Regions from separate parts of the Zea mays genome. Here region 2 is linked to region 1. The links are chromatin contacts, called in public Hi-C maps. All regions are on one chromosome and are shown on one strand. The core of a region is the stretch at or near the end of the contact, and the rest is flanking DNA. Distances in the headings are between cores, read along the strand shown.

Evidence for each region. Hi-C and Micro-C count contacts between places; a contact is called where the count stands out from the background.
Region 2: a contact with region 1 is called in a Hi-C map of leaf, with 6 times the contacts expected there. The contact joins the enhancer-like site here to the promoter of LOC103637404 in region 1. A contact is called at or near these places in 5 of 25 Hi-C or Micro-C datasets (ear, leaf, seedling and 1 more).

Annotation. Positions count from the first base shown.
Region 1 is chr8:154,505,917-154,512,922 of Zm-B73-REFERENCE-NAM-5.0, forward strand. LOC103637404 reads right to left here and starts at 3,380. Exons shown (of 1, transcript XM_008659605.2): 1 at 2,313-3,380. The coding sequence starts at 3,380. The coding sequence ends at 2,442. It also overlaps the pseudogene LOC111590079.
Region 2 is chr8:154,610,285-154,617,290 of Zm-B73-REFERENCE-NAM-5.0, forward strand. No RefSeq gene overlaps it. Among protein-coding and RNA genes, the nearest start is that of LOC103636172, 46 kb to the right of the region's middle. Within about 2 kb of position 3,022, at least 8 of the 20 cell types and tissues checked have an H3K27ac peak or open chromatin away from gene starts, as enhancers often do. A contact at or near this core is called in leaf, where this site is marked.

The DNA.
Region 1 (7,006 bases), core at 2,130-4,629:
TTCGGATGAAACCGTGAAACCACGTATCACGTATCGAAGAACTAGTTTTAAACGCGCATATCTAGTTTTTTTCCCTATAAATCAGTTCCTGGAAATTGGAGATAGAAATTAGTTTTTAAAAACCGTGTGTTCGTTTCAAACAGGCCATAAACCCGCTTGAGGACTGGGTGTTGTTGGACACCAGATTAAAAAGCCCACTGGACTGGGTGCTGCTCAGACACCTGAACGAAGCCCATTGGCGTGTTCTACTCTTTTTCCATTCTAAATTTCTGCGTACAGGCCCACCAGGCCCGGTACGCAATTGAACAAAACTACGCTGGCTGCAGGAGCCTATAAACGATTATTTCATCTATTCTAAATTGAGATTTCCTCCCTTATCTCCTTGTCTCCTGTAGCAGCATCCTCTACGTTTCTCCGTTCTATGTATAAAGATTCTCTTTCCTCTCCACGACGTTCTTAAGAAAGAAAAATAAATATATTGTCAAGGAAGAAGATCTAGAATATATCCAAATTCAATATTTATATAAAATATAATCCTTTCTTTTAAATCTTCTTTTGTTGTTATTCTTACCGAATCATGATAAATTTGCGGACGAATATTTACTCTTTGAATCTTATCAAATAAAACATTTTTTTTTTGTTTGTTCTACCATCCCACTTAGGGCTAGAAACGAACTGAGCTCAGCGAACCAATGAACCAAGCTCTATTCGCCTGGTCGTATTATGAGCTAGAAAATGAGGCTCGGCTCGATGGTGGCTCGCGAGGCTACACAATAAATCACATTTATAACATAAATGATTTGTTTTTATTATATATAAATAAAAAGCATGTACCAATAATTTAGCAACATATTTTGTACTACATCTAGCATGGAGTCCATAAAAATAAAGAAATAAATCCACAATACAATAATCTAATAGTGTAATGATATAACATAATATCAACGAGGCTGACTCGCGAGCCTAACCGAGCTGGCTCGGCTCGCTGCTCCAACGAGCCACAACAGTAGATTCGACTCGAGCTTGTTCAGGCTCGCAAGCCTCGTAGAGACGTATCGAGCCTTACCGAGACCAAGCTGGCTCATCGAGTTCAAGTATTTTTTCCAGGCGTAATTCCACCCTATAATAGAGAACACGGCTGAAGATAGTCTTATATAAGGTATAAGAGGGGTTCTAGTACATCCTCGAGAGAAAAGCATAGTTCATGATTGTGCAATTTCGTAATCGTTGTGCTTTGCCACGTCCTACGTTCCATCTCTTTTACTTTTGTCCTACTATATTGGCTTACTACAATCTGGGATCACATTCACGTTACCGTTGGTGTTGAAGGGTCAAAACAGCAACCTCCATGGCATATTGCGGAAACGGAACGAGATGGTACATTATGGGAATGAGAACGAAAACGATCCAGTATTTTCTCCTAACCTTCATGTTAGTATGTTACAACCGTATAGGATACTCCCTCTTGTCTTATATATCCACAAGTTTGTGGTTCATAATTGAAAAATGTTGATGAAAAAAATGTTGACTTTGCACACGCTATTGATCTTTAATATATATATATATATATATATATATATATATATATATATATATATATATATATATATATATATATATATATATATATATATATTTATGCTGGCTTTTAAATTTGTGAAGTTGTGATTTATAGTGTTCTAAACTCTTAATATTGTAGTTTGATGAGTGACTATACAATATTGCATATTCCGGCCAAAGTTTTTGGTTACCGTCCGTTTTTGTTGCATATCCGATCGTTTTAATTTGTTTTCGTGTAATCGTATATCTCGCAACCGTTTCAGTTTTCGTCTATACTGCTCTCGCTTCGTTTTTGTAAAAAAATATGGTAACGGAAATGGGAGATGGGTTTTTTCGATCGTTTTCATCCGTTTTCATCCCTAGATACAGGGGACTGGCCACCCGGTCCATGGCCCGGGACGTGATTTGTAAATCTCTATATAACTTTATTACATTTAGATCAAAATATATTAAAACTGTAGTAGATTAAATATATCGGTCTAGTGCGTGATCAGATCCTAGATCTTCCGGATATAGACAACACGGCTCGAGATATAGTCTTATAAGGGATAGAAGGGGATTCCAGTACATCCTCGAAGTATACAAGAGAAAAGCATAGTTCATGATTGTGCAATTTCGTAATCGTTGTGCTTTGCCACGTCCTACGTTCTACCTCTTTTTTTCTATTTTTTTGTCCTACTATATACTGGCTTATTACAATCTGAAATAATCACATCACGTTCCCGTTGGTGTTAAAGGATCAAAACAGCAAGCGTCCACGCTTATAGGAGCTGAGTGCATGTAACTGCATATATAAGACAAATTGTTTATTGTATTGCCTTTTTTTTTGTTTTTTTGCCTAGCGTAAATCCTAACGGCAACAGCAGCTGAACTTGGCGTGATCACATGTACGACGTGGCGCGCGGCAGTGCATCGGCGGGATCGAGATCACGGCTCAGTAGCCGCAGGTACTCATCGAGGTCGAGGGTTTTCTGGAGCTCCTCGTCTGGCCGGTCGACGATCTTGTACTTCTCCATTAACCGATCCCTATTCCTCATCCACCAGGAGAACGCTGAGTCGTCCGTTCCCAGTCCGACCGCGTCGGGATCGTCGGCCACAGTAGTAGATGAGTTGTCATCATCAGCGAGCCCGCGGCTCTGGGCGCTGTCTCTGTCTTCGTCGTTGTCGGGTGTGGGCGTGCCTGCCTCTGCGTCGTCGGCCGGAGGGTCGCGGCGCCGGCGTGCCGAACTGGCCGGATTCTTGTCGTCCGCGGCGGCCTTCCTCTCCTTGCGCCCGGACGCCGCCGCCGGCGAGGCGCGCGCACGCGGACTGAAGTAGACCTTGCAGAGGACCACATCGTCGGCGTCGGCGCCGTCGAGGCTGAGCTCCACCATCAGCCACCCCGACCGGACGCGCCGCCCTTTCACCTTCGTCATGAACGAGAATGCCTGGCGGTGCCCTACTAGGAGCCGGCCGGGCCCCTCCACCACGGGCTTCGCGCCGGCCTCGGAGTGCCAGCACCCTTCCCCGGTGTGCACCTTGCGCGCCTTGCGCTGCCCGTCGCTCTTCTTTGCCCTCACGGCGCAGAAGAAGTACCACGCCCTGTCGCCGTTGCTCGCGAGCACCGGAGCGAGCCTGCCCGTGAGCTCGCCGGGGCCAGCGGAGTAGACGTCCACGTCATGGACGAACGACGCGCACGGCGTGTCGCTGTCGTCAGAGACGACGACGCGGGGGCGGAGGAAGGACGTGATGAGCTCTGCCTCGGATGGATGGGTCTCCATGTTGTGCTGCAGCCGTGAGCCTAGGCCCAGCCGTGTCTTGGAACGGGTCGTCGCGACCATTGGCACGATGGAGAATGCGATTATGCGAGCATAAACAGAATCGATACGAGGATAGTTTCGCCGCCGTCTCGACGTCTTATTATATACGATGGCTGCTGTGCGAAGGCCGAAACCGACTCGAACCGTTCGGCAACACAATTCCAAAGTCCGAACTCCGTTTGCGCGGCCGGCTGCCGATCGTCATGGTTGAGGGCGCAGTGGGCCGGGCCGAAACCAAATGCAACCCCTGTTTTGGCGATTTTCAGTGCTGGATCTAGGATTCAAGTTTAGAGAGTTTTTTTTTTCAAAGTGTATCGATACTGAGGTCCGGATTTGACATTTTTTTTAAAAAAAAATAGCTTTGGCTTTAGCTTGACCGTCCAGACAGTTTTTTTTAAGGAACCAAAGCCATTATAAAAAACATTTTGCAAAATGGTTTCTATAATGTTTTTCAAAAGAAACGCCGTCTAATTACTTTTTTAGATATTCAAGATTAATATAACCAATCTCATATATATATATATATATATATATATATATATATATTCAATTCATACAAACAATGTAGATGCAATCCTACTCAGAAAAAAAAACACAACATCTATTATAGACATACATGTATATAAGAGCATCTTCAAGAGACTAGCCAAATAACTCGTCAGACCAATTATTCGCTATTTAACAGAAAAACTCTCCGACAGACTAGCCATCCAACTCGCCAAGCCACCCAGCTCTCCAAAATGGCCTCCTCTGTAGCCAAATTTGGCTAGCCACTCTCGCTAGTTGAACTAACTTGTCCGTTGGAGAGTCTGTTGAAATGATATGCTATAAATAGAGTATAATCTTTATGAAGAGGTAAATAGAGAGTCAAATAAAAAATAAAAAATAGAGTCCCTTGGAGATGCTCTAAAAGTCACAACGATTTGGAAAAGAATTATTGCCCTAGCAATATCATCTCGAAAAATCTATCTATGACCCGACCATTGGATTGTGTTGTTAATGTATTTTGAGAATACCGATATCTTGCATACCTTTCTGAAATAGTTGGCACTTAATCATGATTTGGATCACACTTTACAAAATCCTTATCTAAAGCATGGTCCTCACGAATGTTGTTATGCAAACTTATAGTAACTGCAACGACTATCTTTTGCGCTTCGATTTTGTAGGATGATGTTTTAAGAAAAAAATACTCCACTTTATTTTCCATACTCTGAATGCATGCTCCACAACATAACGGATACTTGAATGAAAATGGTTAAAGTGCTCTTGCTCACTATTTGGAGCAGGTTCTCTCCTTCAATCGGGTACATGATACCTTTGACCCTTATATGGAGCCAAGTATCTAGGATGAGTTGGATATCCAACATCGACACAATAATATTTTCCTACATTTCATAATAACAACAGTATATATTTTTAGTACAAATGTTAATAAATCCCACAATATTATAGCATACCTGTAGGATGGTGTGGAAAATTATCCATACCATTCCTTAATGCACGGAAGAGAACATTGGTGTCGTGCATAGACACTGGCGGCCATATGGAGGCATAAGTAAATCACATGTCAAAATCAACAACAACCAGAACATTTTGAGTTGCATTGCCACTTCTACCAATGTATCTAATAACATATTCTAGTGAATGTGTCACATTAATGTGGGATTCATCAAGAGCTCCAATGCAATATTTAAAATGAGGCATCATTCTTCGATCACCAAAAATTATACTGTGTCGTGGAGAAATTTGGATCAATAGGTCTAATATAGTCCTTGCACGTAGACACCACACAGTGCAAGACTTCACAAAAGCTTTCTGCTAATCGTCTATCCAAAATGTTTGAATATATTGATTAAAGCACTATTTGACCAACCATGCCCACAAGTAACAAGAAACATGGTTAGCGACCCCACAAAATTTATATTAATAGATTATTTAAGACCATATGTACTCTCTAGAAAATCATGCAAACTATAAAAGAGTGAAGCATTCATTCGAAACATGTTATGATTGGCTCCATGGTGTCCATTAGTCAACAATATCCACTTTGTCTAAATGTCCTAACTTCATTTTTTCATGATACTTTAAATAATAGTTGGAAGCAATAAGAGATGCACATAGTAGATTGCTTTGCGTACATCTTACAAAAGAATAACTTGAGCAATAACATTTTCATCATCAGAGTCACTGTCTGTCGTACTTTAGTGAGAGGTCACATTCCATGCAAGCCTAGTGATAGAGAATGATCAGCTCCAAAATTATTTAATGCAACATATTTGGGATCAACACCACAAAAATTAGATTGTATGCTTATGAGTTATGTATTTTTTATCTTTTTAAGTAATGTTAGTTTTATTTTTAATGCATTGAATAATTTTTAGTTTAACTGAATCTTTGTATCGTGTAATTTTCTTTAAGTATTGTATATTTTATTTTCTTTATAAGCTAAATATTATTGATTGATTTAATTAAGTGTTCAATTATTATTTTTAATATAACCTCATATTTCCTTTATAAAAATATATAAAATAAAAGCTAACATGGTGCTAACACTAGTAAATTGTTGAGGTAAATATAAAAGAAGCTCTATAGAGGCGACACGAGGCAGAGGAAGGATGTGATGAGCTCTGCCTAGGGGTGGGCGTTCGGGTTACCCGAAATTTTCGGGTCGGGTAATTCGGGTTTTTAAAATTTCGGGTTTTGAAAATCGATACCCGAAATTACAACGGGTTTTTCAATACTCGAAATTTCGGGTACCCGAAATTTCGGGTTCGGGTTCGGGTATTCCCGAACTACCCGAACTATTGTGTTGGCTTCATAAAAACACATACACTCTATTAAATTAGTATAAAAATATAGTTTGAATAATGATATACATGGACATATAAAACACAAGCAATCTACAATCACAAGTTATGCACACTTACACATAATTATAGATGTACAAATTAATAAATAAGCATGACATGAGTACATGACACATGAAAGTTCGGGTAATTCGGGTACCCGATTGTGATACCCGAATTACCCGAAATAATTTCGGGTTTTGCAAGTTGCTACCCGAAATTCCCGAACAAAATTCGGGTTTCGGGTATTTCGGGTTCGGGTTCGGGTATTTCGGGTTCGGGTTTCGGGTTACGGGTTTTTTGCCCAGCCCTAGCTCTGCCTCAGATGGGTGGGGGTGAGTCGCCATGTTGGGCCATAGCCGTGAGCCTAGGCGCGACACTGTCTTGTAACGGGTCACGACCATGGCCACAATAGAATCGATCTGAGGATAGCTTCGCCGCCATCTCAACGTCTTTATATCGAATGGAATATGAATATGATGGTTGCTGTGCGAAAGGCCGAAACTGGCTCGAACCCTTCTTTTATGACACTGAAGGAAACACAATTTTGAACTCGGTCTCATTTGCGCGACCGGCTCCCAAGCATGTATGGTTGCCTTGAGGGCGCAGTGGACCGGGCTGAAACCAAATGCAACCCCTGTGTACCCAATTACCCACAAAAATAGGAAGTGCAGTTCAGAAGCTGTACCTAAATATAATAATTTTACAATGCCTCTACATTGTGATGCCACACAATGATATTTGATGTATTGGTTGAGGTAGGCCATTCCCTATCAGACTCTCCCCATAAAAAATACT
Region 2 (7,006 bases), core at 1,772-4,271, 100 kb after region 1:
TGTCCCCTAGATCCGCCGTCGCGCGTGCCTCTCAGAGGTGGGGGCGTAACTGCCGGCGTCGCTAAAACTGAACCCTAGCGGCTAGCGATCTGAAGCTTCTTTTATAGACATTTTGGACCTGGTGCGGCTGAACCGGTCGGCAACATCGGGTCAGGGCATACGCTCAGCTATTGGAAGTCCAGGGCTCTAAATACATAAACTATATATATATATAGGAAGTAAGATAGGGAGACCACTGAAGATTGTAGATTTGTAGTTACAACAGTCAAAATAGCTGGCTTTGATCCGAAGCTAACAGGCTTGCACTGGAGGTAGGAAGAAGAAGGGAAGATGTGTTTTTCCAATTGGTATAGGTGTGGAAGGAACAGAACAATGGAAGGTTCAGCATATAGTACTTCTGAATCACCAGCAGATGTTAGCAGGCGAATAGTTGAGGTGGCCAATGTCCGGACGCTGGACGATTTTCGGTAGCAGATGTTACCTGCAGGTGAAATATGTATATTGTGGAAGTACAGGCATAGTTTGCGGATCCAGCAGTCACGCAGTCCACCTGCCACACATCCGCTCCGCCGCCGATATGTGCGGGTGCGATGGTCCGTCGTTAATATAAGCTGACACTGACGGACAGACAGCGGCAGCGCACCACAAGGCCGCAACCACCGAGCGAGCCAGCTAGCCTAAAGCACGCACGCTCGGGGGGCGCAGCGCAGCCGGCCGATCGAAGGTCTCGCCGTGTCGCCACCCGCTGTGCCCGTGCCGGCATACCCAGCCGTGGTCCCGGCCGCACGTGAAGCGAATATCAGCAAGGATCCCCAGAGCCGGCGCCCGGCGACTAACTAACCAATGCGATGGCCAGAGCAGGCTGGCGCCGCGAGTGGCGTGCTTCGGTGCTTGTGAGATCGATCGTCGCTGTGGTTGCTCGCGATCTTGACGCCGACGCCGCATGTCCCCGTACACGGCCATCCGCGGTGTCCGATGCACCCACCCACTACCAGCTGAGCAGCAGCAGCAGCGCGCTCTGTCGCGCGCGATACGGGGCGGTCGAACCAGCGAAGCTTCTGCTGCTGGAACGGTGACGGGATCGCGGGGATCCATCCATCCTCGGCGCTCCCCGATCGACGCTGGCCGGATCTCCGTGTAGATCGATCGCCTCTGAGTTGTACGTACCGAAGCGGATCCGCTCCGACGGTTTCTTTATGCCAGCGGGGTTGTCGTTCATCCTGTCCCGGCGGGGGGCTGGCTGGCGTACCGTACGTAGGCAGTATCAACGTTAAATAAACTAGTCGGCCTCCGTGGCCCGCGCCGCGGCGGTTTCTTTACTCCCTCCGACGTGTCGGAGCCGGAGCGACGACTTGGTCTTTCTCCATTCGGGGCGGGCCGCCGTGTCGGAGCGAGCGAGCGAGCAGCCCAGCACACATGTCGCGCCGCGGTTGGCTGCTGAGTGTTAGTGCAGCAGGCAGGCACGCACGCACGCACGAACGACTCTGCAAGCGATCAGGAGCTGCAGTGGTAGTCGAACGCGAGGTCGCGCGACGCGTACGCCCTTCGAGGAGGAGCGAGGGGCCGGATCCGGATCAGTGCTGTGAGGCGAGGTCGCGACGACCTGCTAGATAGCAAGAATCCTGGAGGATTTCCAGGTCTCATCAGCCCGCCATTTGCATTGCAAGCAAAGCCAGCGCGCGCGCACACACACACGGGCGGATCACGAACGGATCAAGGCTGCGTGCCGGTGTGCATGTGAGAATAATGGCGCCAGGTCAGGAATCTGTGCAGGTACCAAGTGTGTATCGTATCATCGTGGGCGATCGAAGATCACGATCTGATCGATCATCATGTGGCAGTACTAGGGATCAGAACTCGATCATTAGAGGAGCAGCAGTGTTCGATCTGCATGCAGATTTATATATGTGTGTGGTTCGTTCGTTCACTTTATCGTTACGACTAAGCGCCAGCAGCTAGTAGTATATATAGATAGGGGACGAAGAATATTGTTGGTTGTGAACCTATTTTTACTGGTATTTTATATAACCGTCGGTGTTAAGGAACATTAGAAATTATCATTTTTATAGTTACTATTTTTATAGGTGAGTAACTGAGAATCGCCAATGCAAATTATTTTCAGAAACATAAAACAGATTTAAAAAAACAAAAAAATATTTTATTTAAGGAGAGGCATCGGCCTACCCACCCGTCCCGTCAAAGTCGTGGCATTACCGCGCTACGCGGTTGCTAGGAATCAAACCCCTACCCTACTCTCGCGTGTACTCTCCTATACCGCTCTGCCTATAACATACTTTGTATATATTTGTAGTTTTGTTGTCCTCATATTACAACCAACAGAGTGTAAATTGTTTGTTTGAGACCGTAAATGAATTCAAATAAAAAATTTGTCAACTACAATGTTGAATAACTTTTGAAGTTCTACAACTTGCATTTTGTCATTTTTTCCATGTGAGATTGTTTGCAAAATTTGATTTTTAAATTTATCAAATTTAGATGTAATTTTTGATAGCCGAAATGATTTAAAATAAAAAGTTATCAACTACAAAGTTTCATAACTTTTAAAGATCTACAACTTTTATTTTGGTGATTACATCATACGAGGTCGTTTGAAAAACTTGAAAAATTTAAGAAAACTGTCACTAGAAATCGATTTATATAGGCGATTCATTAATAAAACCGTATGTAGAGTTCTACAGGCGGTTTTCTTAAGAAACCGTCTTTAGAAATACGATTTGTAATAATAGTTTTTTTAAGAAATCGCCACTAAAAATAGCACATGCAGTTGATAATAATAACCTAATCCGTATATTAAAATATACCGCACCACATACTTTGAGCTTTTTTAGCCGTGATCGTTACCTTCGGAAACACACATATACAGCATAGCGTGCCACACGTTCCGCCACTTCCTACAGTGCCACAAGCTAGCCCTTCGTCTCTAGCTACCGCACCGAGACTCAGGTCGTCGTCGTCGCCGCCGCTCGTTTCGTCTCTAGCTGCTGGCCGTGTAACACGATTATTCTGAACGTACCGTCTTAACAATACGTTTAGGTGCTTAATTCCAACCGCGCTAACGTGCGCGTAGTGACCTCAGCGCTACGTGACGAAGGCAAGGCCGCCGGATCGCTGTCAAATTCGTCTAAAGCCATCTCTTTCATCTATCTCCTAGGACTGCTTTCTTCCCGAGCCTTCCCGAGCCTTCTGTATGTGGAAATATACCGCACCGTAGGCTTTACAATCCAGCTGGATCGAGTAGTAACAAAAAGGCCCCAAGCACTGCTTCCCCCCTGTTTAATATAAATGGTCGTTGTTTCCACGTTTGATTTGAAATGTGTCCGCATAAGGGGAAAGCGTTTTTCTTCTTTTGACGCCAGGTTAATCATGTCATTAACACGTCATTAACTTCACGAAAGAGTGATGTCATTTAGAACGCCGTAACTCATAAAATCATGAGGGCATGTACAACTTAGGGACTTCTGATCTAGTTTTTCAAGAATAAGAGACAACTAAGAAACTGTATGGTATAACTCTAAGACTTTTGATTATAAATATAGTTAAGATGTTAGAGTGTATCTGTATCTGATCCTTATTGGGGCATGCGGGTCCCTCTGGGCTTAGGTGCGGGACGTGCGCTGTCCCATCTCCCATCAACGCGACCCTTACCCCTCCGGGCGCGGCCACATCTGGCGGCCCTGCTCTTCGCGCCGCCTCCTCTCCCATCGACGCGAGTGACTCCAGTGCGGGAGGCCTCGGCGCGCGCCTCAGCGCCCGGGCCGTGCGCGACCTTGGCCCAGTCGTATTCGGTACGGGCGGCCCCGGCGCAGGCGCTCCAACGCACGGCCAGGCCCCCACGGTCCTCCTCGACACAAGTTTTTCTAGCCTCCCCTTCTCCGAGGACAGTAGTAACGGCTGAAATCGCAACGGTCAGCAGTAACGGCTGTATCAACGACTATAGTGCATTTAATGCGTCGTCAGATGTCAGATAAAGCAGTCGCGGACGGTTCCGGCCGTACAACCGTGGACGGTCCGCGAGGACGCTAAAATTGCATTTTACCGAACCCGTCACCTTCGGGGTTTTTCTGGTTTTACAACGACCGGACGGCCCGTGCCTGAGGCCGGACGGTCCGCGCTTGGTCTCGGGCGGCGCTTGCTTCTCCATCGGACAGTCCATAGTGTTAACTTGTGTTTTTGCAATGTTCCTGTCCGAGCCACACCCTGGTGTCGCGAACGGTCCGTCGCAAGGGCCCGGACGGTCCGCGCATAGGTGTTTTTTTCCAAAATGCTTCTCCTGTTTCGGACAGTCGACTTATAATAGTTGTAGATAAACTTATTGTCGGGGACCATAATTAGGGGTACCCCCAAGACTCCTAAACTCGGCTGGTAACCACCATAGCACAAAGCTGCAAAGGCCTGATGGGCGCAATTCAGGTCAAGGCTCCGTCCGCTCAAGGGACACGACCTCGCCTCGCCCGAGCCCAGCCTCAGGCAGGAACGGTAGACCAAGGCAGATTCACGCCTCGCCCGAGGGCATCCTCAAGTAACGGGCGCACCTTCGACTCGCCCGAGGCCCAGCTCGGGCAGGCTTCGCAGTGAAGCAACCTTGGCCAGATCGCCGCGCCAACCGACCACATCGCAGGAGCATTCAATGCAAGGATCGCCTGACACCTTATCCTGACGCGCGCTCCTCAGTCGACAAGGCCGAAGTGACCACAGTCACTTCGCCCCTCCACTGACTAACCTGACAGGAAAACAACGCCGCCTGCCCTGCTCCGACTGCTGTGTCACCCGCCAGGGTGAGGCTGACAGCAGCCAAGTCCAGCCTCGGGCGCCATAGGAAGCTCCGCCTCGCCCGACCCCAGGGCTCGGACTCAACCTCGACCCCGGAAGACGGTCTCCGCCTCGCCCGACCCCAGGGCTCGGACTCCACCTTGACCGCGGAAGACGGTCTCCGCCTCGCCCGACCCCAGGGCTCGGACTCCACCTCGACCTCGGAAGACGGTCTCTGCCTCGCCCGACCCCAGAGCTCGGACTCCACCTCGACCCCGGAAGACGGTCTCCGCCTCGCCCGACCCCAGGGCTCGGACTCCACCTCGACCTCGGAGGACGGTCTCCGCCTCGCCCGACCCTAGGCTCGAACTCAGCCTCGACCTCGGAGGAGTCACCGCCTCGCCCGACCTCGGGCTCGGACCGACCACGCCACAAGGGGGGTACATCATTACCCTACCCCTAGCTAGCTCAGGCTACGGGGAACAAGATCGGCATCCCATCTGGCTCGCCCCGGTAAACAAGTAATGATGGCACCCCGCGTGCTCCATGACGATGGCGGTTCTCAGCCCCCTACGGAAGCAAGGAGATGTCAGCAAGGATCCGACATCCCCGACAGCTGTACTTCTACAGGGTTTAAGCGCTCCTCCGACGGCCACAACATCACATGAACAGGGCAGCAACACCTCTCCGACAGTCACATCGGCATGTACATAGGGCTCTGGCTCCTCTATGCTAGACACATTAGCACATTGCTACACCCCCCATTGTACACCTGGACCCTCTCCTTACGTCTATAAAAGGAAGGTCCATGGCCCTCGTACGAAAAGGTGGCCGCGCGGGAGGACGAGCTGACGAACAGGCTCTCTCTCTCTCTCCCTCGCGAACGCTTGTAACCCCCTACTGCAAGCTCATCCGCCCTGAGCGCAGGACAACACGAGCCGTAGTTCCCCTTATTGTTTCTCCCTTGTGTTCCGTCTTGCGCCGACCCATCTGGGCTGGGACACGCAGCGACAATTTACTCGTCGGTCCAGGGACCCCCCGGGATCGAAACGCCGACAGTTGGCGCGCCAGGTAGGGGCCTGCTGCGTGTTGACGAACAGCTTCCCGTCAAGCTCTAGATGGGTAGTCTCCAGCAACCTCTCCAGCCCGGGACGATGCTCCGTTTCAGGAGTCTCGAGTTCATGTCCCTCGACGGCAGCTACGACACAGTACTCCTTCTTCCGCCGCGTGACAACGACAATGGCGGCCTTCAGCCCGCCCGCCGGCGGCGGAATCGACGACGTCTTCCCCCCGTGGCGGAAGAACAGCATCCAGGCCTGTTCCGTCACCTTCCCCGCCGTAGGAGGAGGAGGCGGGGCAACCATGGCCAAGCAAGAGGCGGCACCTCGTCGGCTGTCGAGCGAGTCGACGATGCCGGCGCCCCAGCGGGGGACACGTCGGGCGTTGACCTCGGGTCTGAGACGAAGACGGGCGTCGTTTCCCCGCAACACGCCAACCCCAAGCGGACGGATGACGCCAGCACGCTCACGAAGGATCTATTAGGCGTTAGCCGCGCACCTGAAATAACGGTGCAGTCCGTCCCCGACGCGACTCCGTCACCATCCTTCGATCAAGAGGTACCGTCCGTTTTCCATCTTGTGTCTTTTAGATTCAGCTTCGACCCACCAAGCGACCCCGCTTCGGTGGACGCTTTTGTAAAGGCATATCTGAAAGGGAATTAGGCTTACACCTAGTCCCTAATTAATTTTGGTGGTTGAATTGCCCAACACAAACAATTGGACTAACTAAGTTTGCCCAAGTTTATAGATTACACAGGTGTAAAAGGTTCACACTCAGCCAATAAAAAGACCAAGTTTTGGATTCAACAAAGGAGCAAAGTGGGAACCGAAGGCCCTCTGGTCTGGGAGCACCGGACTGTCCGGTGTACACCGGACACTGTCCGGTGCACCAGAGGACTTCAACGCGAACTCGCCACCTTCGGGAATTTTCCAGGCCGGCGCGCTATAATTCACCGGACTGTCCGGTGTACACCGGACAGTGTCCGGTGCTCCAAGGAAGCGCGGCCTCATGAACTCGCCAGCCTCGGGATTTCACTGCAGCAGCTTCGCTATAATTCACCGGACTGTCCGGTGTGCACCGGACTGTCCGGTGTACCAGCGGAGCAACGGCTATCTCCGCGCCAACGGCTCTCTGCCGCGCATTTAATGCGCGCTCTGCGCGCGCAGATGTCAGGCGC